2 separate regions of the Mus musculus genome follow, and region 2 is linked to region 1. Evidence: chromatin contacts called from public promoter capture Hi-C data. All regions are on one chromosome and are shown on one strand. Each heading gives the region's core, a stretch centred on a gene start, on an enhancer-like site or on the middle of the called end of the contact. The rest is flanking DNA. Distances are from core to core; before and after follow the strand shown.

What was found. Promoter capture Hi-C pulls out the DNA fragments that hold promoters and counts their contacts.
Region 2: a promoter capture Hi-C map of the HPC-7 cell line shows a contact between it and region 1. The contact joins the enhancer-like site here to the promoter of Susd3 in region 1. A contact is called at or near these places in 3 of 39 promoter capture datasets (the HPC-7 cell line, frontonasal cranial neural crest and maxillary cranial neural crest), 1 of 15 datasets of contacts at CTCF or cohesin (large pre-B cells), 9 of 484 Hi-C or Micro-C datasets (B cells, Th1 cells, bone marrow-derived macrophages and 4 more), 5 of 115 datasets of contacts at active chromatin or transcription factors (the 230-238 cell line, CD8 T cells, astrocytes and 2 more) and 3 of 9 other capture datasets (adipose tissue, liver and pancreatic islet).

The regions. Positions count from the first base shown.
Region 1 is chr13:49,247,002-49,250,578 of GRCm38.p6, reverse strand. It overlaps Susd3 (sushi domain containing 3), which reads left to right and starts at 2,285. Exons shown (of 5, transcript NM_025491.4): 1 at 2,285-2,534. The coding sequence starts at 2,447.
Region 2 is chr13:49,392,003-49,395,714 of GRCm38.p6, reverse strand. No RefSeq gene overlaps it. Among named protein-coding and RNA genes, the nearest start is that of Ippk, 27 kb to the left of the region's middle. Within about 2 kb of position 1,939, at least 18 of the 459 cell types and tissues checked have an H3K27ac peak or open chromatin away from gene starts, as enhancers often do. A contact at or near this core is called in the HPC-7 cell line, where this site is marked.

The sequences.
Region 1 (3,577 bases), core at 1,036-3,535:
TTGGCTCCACCTCCCAAGTGTTGGTCACAGGCACGGATCACCATGATCAACTAGCCTACATCTTCTCTGACAAGTACAGAGCACAGTGGCTTTGGGGATGTTTGAGATTGTTTACGAGTACGACGCTTTGAGAAATATCTGTTATGGAGAACTGGAGAGGTGGGTCAGCAATTAAGCGCACTTGCTTCTCTCTTGCAGAGACCCGGAGTCTGGTTCCCACCATGCACATCAGACAGCTCACAACTGCCAGTAACGCCAGCTTTCCGAGGGTCTGGTGTCTCTACAGACATTCTCACTTCCTCCCTCCTCCTCCTCCTCCTCCTCCTCCTCCTCCTTCCTCTCCTCCTCCTCCTTCTTCTCTTCCTCCTCCTCCTCCTCCTCTTTCTCCTTCTCTTCTTCCTCCTCACATATTTGTTTCCTGGTTTTAAGATTTTAATTTAGCATGTGTGTGTGTGTGTGTGTGTGTGTGTGTGTGTGTGTGTGTGTGTGTGTGAAGGCAGGGGATTACTCCGTGGTTCTCTCTTTCCACACACAGGTTGCCAGGCCTACAGAGCAAGCACCTTTACCCACTGGGCCATCTTGCTGATCCTATTTTCTGCTTTCTGATTAGACAATACACTTACTCATTGTTGCAAAGTCAGAAAATACAGGAAAGAGAGTAGAAAGTCCAGAATAAAGAATGCCTGTAACCTCACTGCCCAGTGGCAGTGAGGCGTGAGGGGGAGGAGCCAGCTTCCTGACAGTTTTCCCTGTGCCCTGTTGTATCCTTGGCTCTTGAACTGGCCTGGCAGGTGTCAGGTGCTCAGTAGTCACCCCCATGGCACACACACACACACACACACACACACACACACCCTCAAAGGGTTCTCAAGCCATCATTTCTGAACCCGAGGTGGGTGGAGGTGGGTGCTAGTTGTTGATGAGCTGACTCACCCTGGATGGTAGAACTGCAAAGTGGTCAGATCCCAGGCATATAACCAACTCCTCTCCTCCCCTCTAACCTACCATCAGGAAGTTAATCCTTGTGCTTTCCCATGGACAGCTCTTTTTTTTTTGGGGGGGGGGGGAGGGAGTTTTTTTCGAGGCAGGGTTTCTCTGTGTAGCCCTGGCTGTCCTGGCACTCACTTTGTAGACCAGGCTGGCCTGAAACTCAGAAATCTGCCTGCCTCTGCCTCTGCCTCCCAAATGCTGGGATTAAAGGCGTGCGCCACCACCGCCCCGGCGCCCTGTACAGCTCTTATCTGAACCTTTTACCCATCGACAATGGAATGTTAGGGCTTGAGTCATTGTGAAAGGTTTTGGGGGTGAAATTCTCATTTTTTTTTTCTATTGAGTAGAGACTAAAGAACCAAGAAAACAAGAGCTGGAAGGATAGCTCAGCAGTAAAGAGCACCTGCTGTTCTTGCATGTGATCTGAGTTTGGTTTCCAGCACCCACATGGTGACACACAGCCAACCACTGGCATGCAGAAGGCACACATACATGCAGGCCAACCGTTCATGCATAAAAGTAAAATAAATCTAAAGAAAAAAAGGATGCTCCCTGGAGACTTTGAAGAGCTCTGGCCCCACCTCCTGTATGATGAGACAACGTGGATCTGTGGTTCTGTGGAGTTCTATCTGTAGTGCTTTGTTCTGTAAGCCTAGGAAACATCCCCACCCTAAATAACTGTTGGTCAGCGCTGCTGAACATTGGGGGAGGGGGAGGGGGAGGGGGAGGGGGGAGGGGCGGCACTGAGCCACACGATGGTGGTAGGTGCCTCCCCCCCCCCACGTCCTTCACAGCTTCTACCCACAAATCAAGGACACTTTAAATCCCTCTAAGTCCCATCCCTGAGCCTCCAGGCAGCTGCTCTCCACTGGCAGACAGGGATCTCTGGCTATGTGGCCAGGAATTCTGATATCTCAGAGTATGGTGGGGGTGGGGTAGGAGAGGGGTTGGTATCACAGTGGGGTCTGTGGATGGACCTGCCTTTCACGATGCAGCAGACCGGACATAAGCTTGATTTCAACTTTAGGACATTAAAGAAAGTCACATCACGCGTGACTCGCAAGTTCAAGTGAAAAGGAGACATTAGGGGGTGCTACCAACCCTGACTCCAGAAGAGAATGAGGAGGCTGTCACTCTCCAAGGTCACCTGCCTGGCCCTAGAGTCCAAAGGTGAGTCGGGAGAGGAAGGGTGTGCAGAAAGACGGCTCTAGCTCAAAGGCTTACTTCGAGGCGATCAGCCTGGAGGCTCCCCATTCTCTGCCCCTCCAGGTGTCCAATCCCACTTCTGCCACCCAGTGCAAGGGGTTGGCGGGACCGGACTAAAGTTCAACTCTAGCGTCTTGGAGGGCGCGACCTGGGTGTGGCTAGAGACAGCCACGCCTTCCAACGACCCGCCCCTCAATTAAGTCCCGCCCCCACCTCCGCAAGCTCCACAGAACACTGCGGAGCGCTCAGGATGCGCCGAACGTCTGCGACCCTTCGGGGCCGAGCGAGGCCGCGGTGGCGTGCTGGGAACACAACGCCTGTCCCAGTGAACCAGACAGGTGAGGGCTAGGGCCGCAGTTCTCAGTGCCCTCTTCACCGACGGAGAAGTAGAGGGGCGAGGGGCTGCTGTGCTGGGGACCCTGTCCAGGAAGGGGGCGTGCATCGCACTGCCAGGGCCTTCTCGAGAACGAACTTTCTTCTTGACTTCCCGCCGATCCAGCGGGCGACCCCAACTGAGCCGAAACGGGGCGGCGAGCGGCCCGAAACCAGGCGGCGGGCACCTCTTAGCGTTTGCACGGATTCGGCGACGGTCGCCCCGCGCAGTCCCAGGTGCCTGCGGAAGTCGGAGCCGGCTTCACCTGGCGGGGTGTGCGGCCCGGGGTTGGAGGGAGTCATGGAAATGTCTTCTGGGTTGCAGAGAGTTGTTATCATCTTTGTTGATTACTCCAGCCACACTTTACCAAAGGGAAAGTGAGCCTGTGATAGAGGAGATGGGAGGTTATCCAGCAACCAGGACCCGGGCTGCATCTAGGCTGTCAAAGGTCAGAGGTCTCCGGGAGGAGGGAAAATGGTTGTTAAGTGTGCCGAAGAGGGTTCTACACTTGATCTTAGCCAAAAGGGCGAGAAGCGATGCTGATGTCAGCTTTGCTAACTCTTAGAAACACCACCAAAACCACATTCCTCCCAAGAGCTCAGTCCTGCGCATCCAGGAGGTTTCCTGCCTCTGTGGAGGGCTTAGCTGCATTGCACTGGAGGAAGCTGAGGATCTGTAGGCACATTGCCCTCACCCTAGAGCAGTGCTTCTCAACCGTCATAATGCTGCGACCCTTTAATACGGTTCCTCGTGCTGTGGTAACCCCCAACCATAAATTTATTTCCATTGCTGCTTCATAACTGTAATCCTGCTAGTTATGAATCCTATTGCAAATAACTGTGTTTTCTAACGGTCTTAGGAGATCCCTGTGAAAGGGTCGACTGACCCCCAGGTTGAGAAACCTTTAGTGGGTTTGATCCGTTTGATACCATCCCATCGTGCCAGCCCATTGCTGGCCCCACAGGTGTGGCTAGTTTTAGCTTTCTAATTGTTACTCCACAGGAGCGC
Region 2 (3,712 bases), core at 690-3,189, 150 kb before region 1:
ATGCAGAGCCAGCAACAGCTCCTGAAGCTAGTTTGCAAACTGTCTGCTCTGAGGATGGAGCCACATGGAAAGGAGACGGAGAATGGAAGAGCAGGCTTGGTGGTGCAGAGCTGTGCACTTAGCAGGTTGAGGTGGGAGGACTGAGTTCCAGGCCAGCCTTGACTACCTAGCAAGATCCTATCTAAAAACAAAAAGTCATGTGATAGTGAGCTTTTGGTTAAAGTTACAAAATGTCTGAGGTCATTAAAAAGGGTTCACTTTGGTTCAAGATTTTACAGGTTTTAGTTCATGCCTTGTGTCCTCTGCTTCGCAGTCTGCAGTGTGGTGGAACATCATGACCAGAGCATACAGTGAGGCAAAACCACTTACCTCATCAGCCAGGGAACAAAAGGCCAAGGTGAAGAAAGGACCAGTGTTGCCACAGTCACCCGCTTGTCACCACAGTCACCAGCAGGGACACATCAGATGACTCAAAATCCACTCACAAGACCCCAGTTCACAAAGGCTCTATACCCTGGGGACTTCGGGGGACACACACACACAGCAGCTAAAACCTGGCCAAGCTCCTCTTGATGCCTAGGTGCCTTCCCACAGTTAAGATGCAACATGAGTCACCAGAGAAGCCAGCTTCCAGCTGTTTACAATCAAAAGCACTATAATTGGCATAGAGGAACCCTGAGTCAAGCTGTGGAAATCACTCAGTACTCCAGACCAGAAGATGACCAAGGAGGAGGCCAGATCCCAGGCAGCCTCCCAGCCTCCAGAGAGAAGAAGGCCAATAACCTGGACTCCAAGGGGCCAGGGGCTGTAGATGGGAGGAAGATGTCCACTGTGACACTACTCAAAGCCACCGCTGCGGAGGGTCTGCTCCGAGGGCCAGGACGGAGCGCTGGCCTGCAGCTGGAGCCGAAGGAGCCTTCCAGCCTGTCTCCAGCTTCACAAGTTCCAACAAGCAAGCTTTGGGCTGCAGTAATAGGCTCTTGGAACCCAATGGGCACGGTTTGTTCTAGGGTCATTTTAAACTTCTAGCATTTCATCACAGGAACACACCGCAGTGTGCTTGCATGCCCGTCGGCTAGCTCAGAAGCAAGTAGATTTTTTTGTTAGTATAAATAATAATTGGTATAAGTCTTTGAGTCTGAGTCTTTGAGTAGATGTTTTGTTTTATTGCTCTTGAGTAGAACTCTTGGGATAAGTTGGCATTAGGGGTGCACATCTCATTACTCAAGACACGGAGGTAGATGGATTACTAAGAATCCTAGGCCAGCCTGAGCTATAAAATAGCAGATCGTATGTATGTCAAAAAGAAAAGAAAAAGAAAAATTCTAGCTGGTTGTAATGTCACATGCCTGTAACAGAAGCAGGAGAATCAGAAGTTCAAAGTCACCTTGGTTATATACAGAGTCGGAAGCCAGCCCGGGCTAGTTTAGAACCTGTTTCAAAACAAAACAATTATAGACATAGAAACTCCTGGGTCTTTTTTTATTGTGTGTACTGTGTGTATGCATGACGCATGTACATGATGTATAGGTGCATAGGTGCTTTGTGGCAGTGCACCTATGGGGGGTGTGAACACAACTTTGAGAGTGTGAGCATGTGTGTGGCATTTATATGTGCATGGTATGTATGTACATGTACCTGGTGATGGTGTGTGATGTGTATATGCAGGGCACGTGTGTGGTGTTCGACTGGCTGGCTTTGCTAATAACATTTAGGTTCTTACTATGTTTTGATTTGCATTTTTTTTCTGACACATCTATTCAAACATTTCACCCAACTTTAAATTGGGTTGCTTGTGAGATCTTGATCAACAAAATGGACAAGGTCCAGACAGACCATATATAAAATGGAACTTTGATCCCCCCCACAATGACCTGAACAGGAAGGCAACCCTTATCTGTAGAAACCAGCCAAGGAGGGCAGCCTGTTTGGGCAGCCTACAGGAAGCGGGATGCTATCTTTAAGGACTCACTCCTGGTAGGCTAAATATTAACCTCTAGAACAATCAGTCCCAAACACCAGGACTTGATCAATAACCTGTTTCCTACTTAGGACCAACCAGAAAGCCAAATACACTCCCCTCTCTGATCCAACCTCCCTAACCACAGGCTCCAAGTAATTCCCCCTCCCCACTAAAAAGCCTCCTCCTCTGTTAAGTGCAAGCAAGGGCCTGCTCCACTGAGGGGAGGTCCTGAGCAACAGCCTCTGCTCTTCAGACATCTGTAGTCTTCATTTATTTTAACACCTGCCATCTTACTTTTGACCTACAAGAGAGCCAAGATGGCTCTGTGGGGGAAGGCACATGGTAGCACACCTAATGACCCGAGTTCAATTCCCAGGACTCCCAAAAGTTGCCCTCTGACCTCTACATGCACACCATGGGGGCACTCACCCACCCACCCAAACAAATGTTTAGAAGTTCTGGGACTAGGGTGTGTAGCTCAGTTGGTAGAATGCTTACTGCATAGAGCTCTGGGTTCAGTCCTCATTACTACGTGACACAGGTGTGGTGGAGCATGCCTGTATTCCAGGACCCAACGGTGTAGCATGAGGATCAGGAGTTCTAGTTCACACTGGGCTACATGAGACCCTGTCTCAAAAAAAGCAAGAGAGAAATGATGCTTTATATATTTGGGCACTGCTCATCTATGCACCTATCAGATACACAAAAGGATATTTTTTCTAGTAATTGCCTTGTCCTTTCAATATCTTAAACAAATCTTATAAAAATTTATTTTCTTTCTGTGTTTGCCTGTATGTATGTCTGTGTACCATATATATGCTTGGTGTCCACAGAAGTCAGAACAGAGCACCTGATCCCCTGGAATTACAGGTGGTTGTGAGCTACTACGTGGGTGCTGGAAACCTCCCTCTTCCCTCTGCAAGAGCCACAAGTGCTCTTAGCCACGAAGCCATCTCTTGAACCCTAGTTTCCTTTTTAAAGATTTAATTATGTGCATATGTAGGTTTCAATGTGGACATGCATGTGCACACACACACACACACACACACACACGTGTGCAGTGAGCATGGAGTCCAGAAGAGGGTGACAGACCCCCTGTAAGTCACCTGCTGTGGATGCTGGGAATTGAACTGCAGTTCTCTGCAAGGGCAACACGTGTTCTCAAGTGCTGAGCCATCTCTCCAGCCCTTAAGTGCCTGCTGAAGCACATTTTTTCTTTTAACTCTAATGAAGCTAGTTTGGCATTTTCTTTTATAGCTCATCATTTTAGTATGGTATCTAAAACAATGCAAATAACTGCCCCAGAGTTTTCAGTATACACTGACAACCAATCCAAGACCTTTTTTTTTTTTTTTTTTTTTTTTGGATAGCACTCTATCAGGCAGGACCAATAGCACACCTAAAGTGATCTCAACACTTCAGAGCCTGAGGCGAGTTTAGGGAAACCTGTAAGATCCTGCCTGAAGCATCCTCAAACAATACATTTCCTCAATCCTTATTACATTCCTGTCCAGTGGGTGAGCTATAGTAGTTAAATGGGCCATCACTATCTTTTTGAGCACATTTCAACCCATTAAGAAAGGATTTTTGTTTGTTTGCTTGTTTTCAAGATAGGATCTATGTAGCTCTGGCTGTCCTGGAACTTTCTCTGTAGACCAGGCTGGCCTTGAATGCACAGCATAGAGACCTAACTGCCTCTGCCTCCCAAGTGCTACCAAGGGCTACTACTGCTCAGCAGGGTTTTTTTTT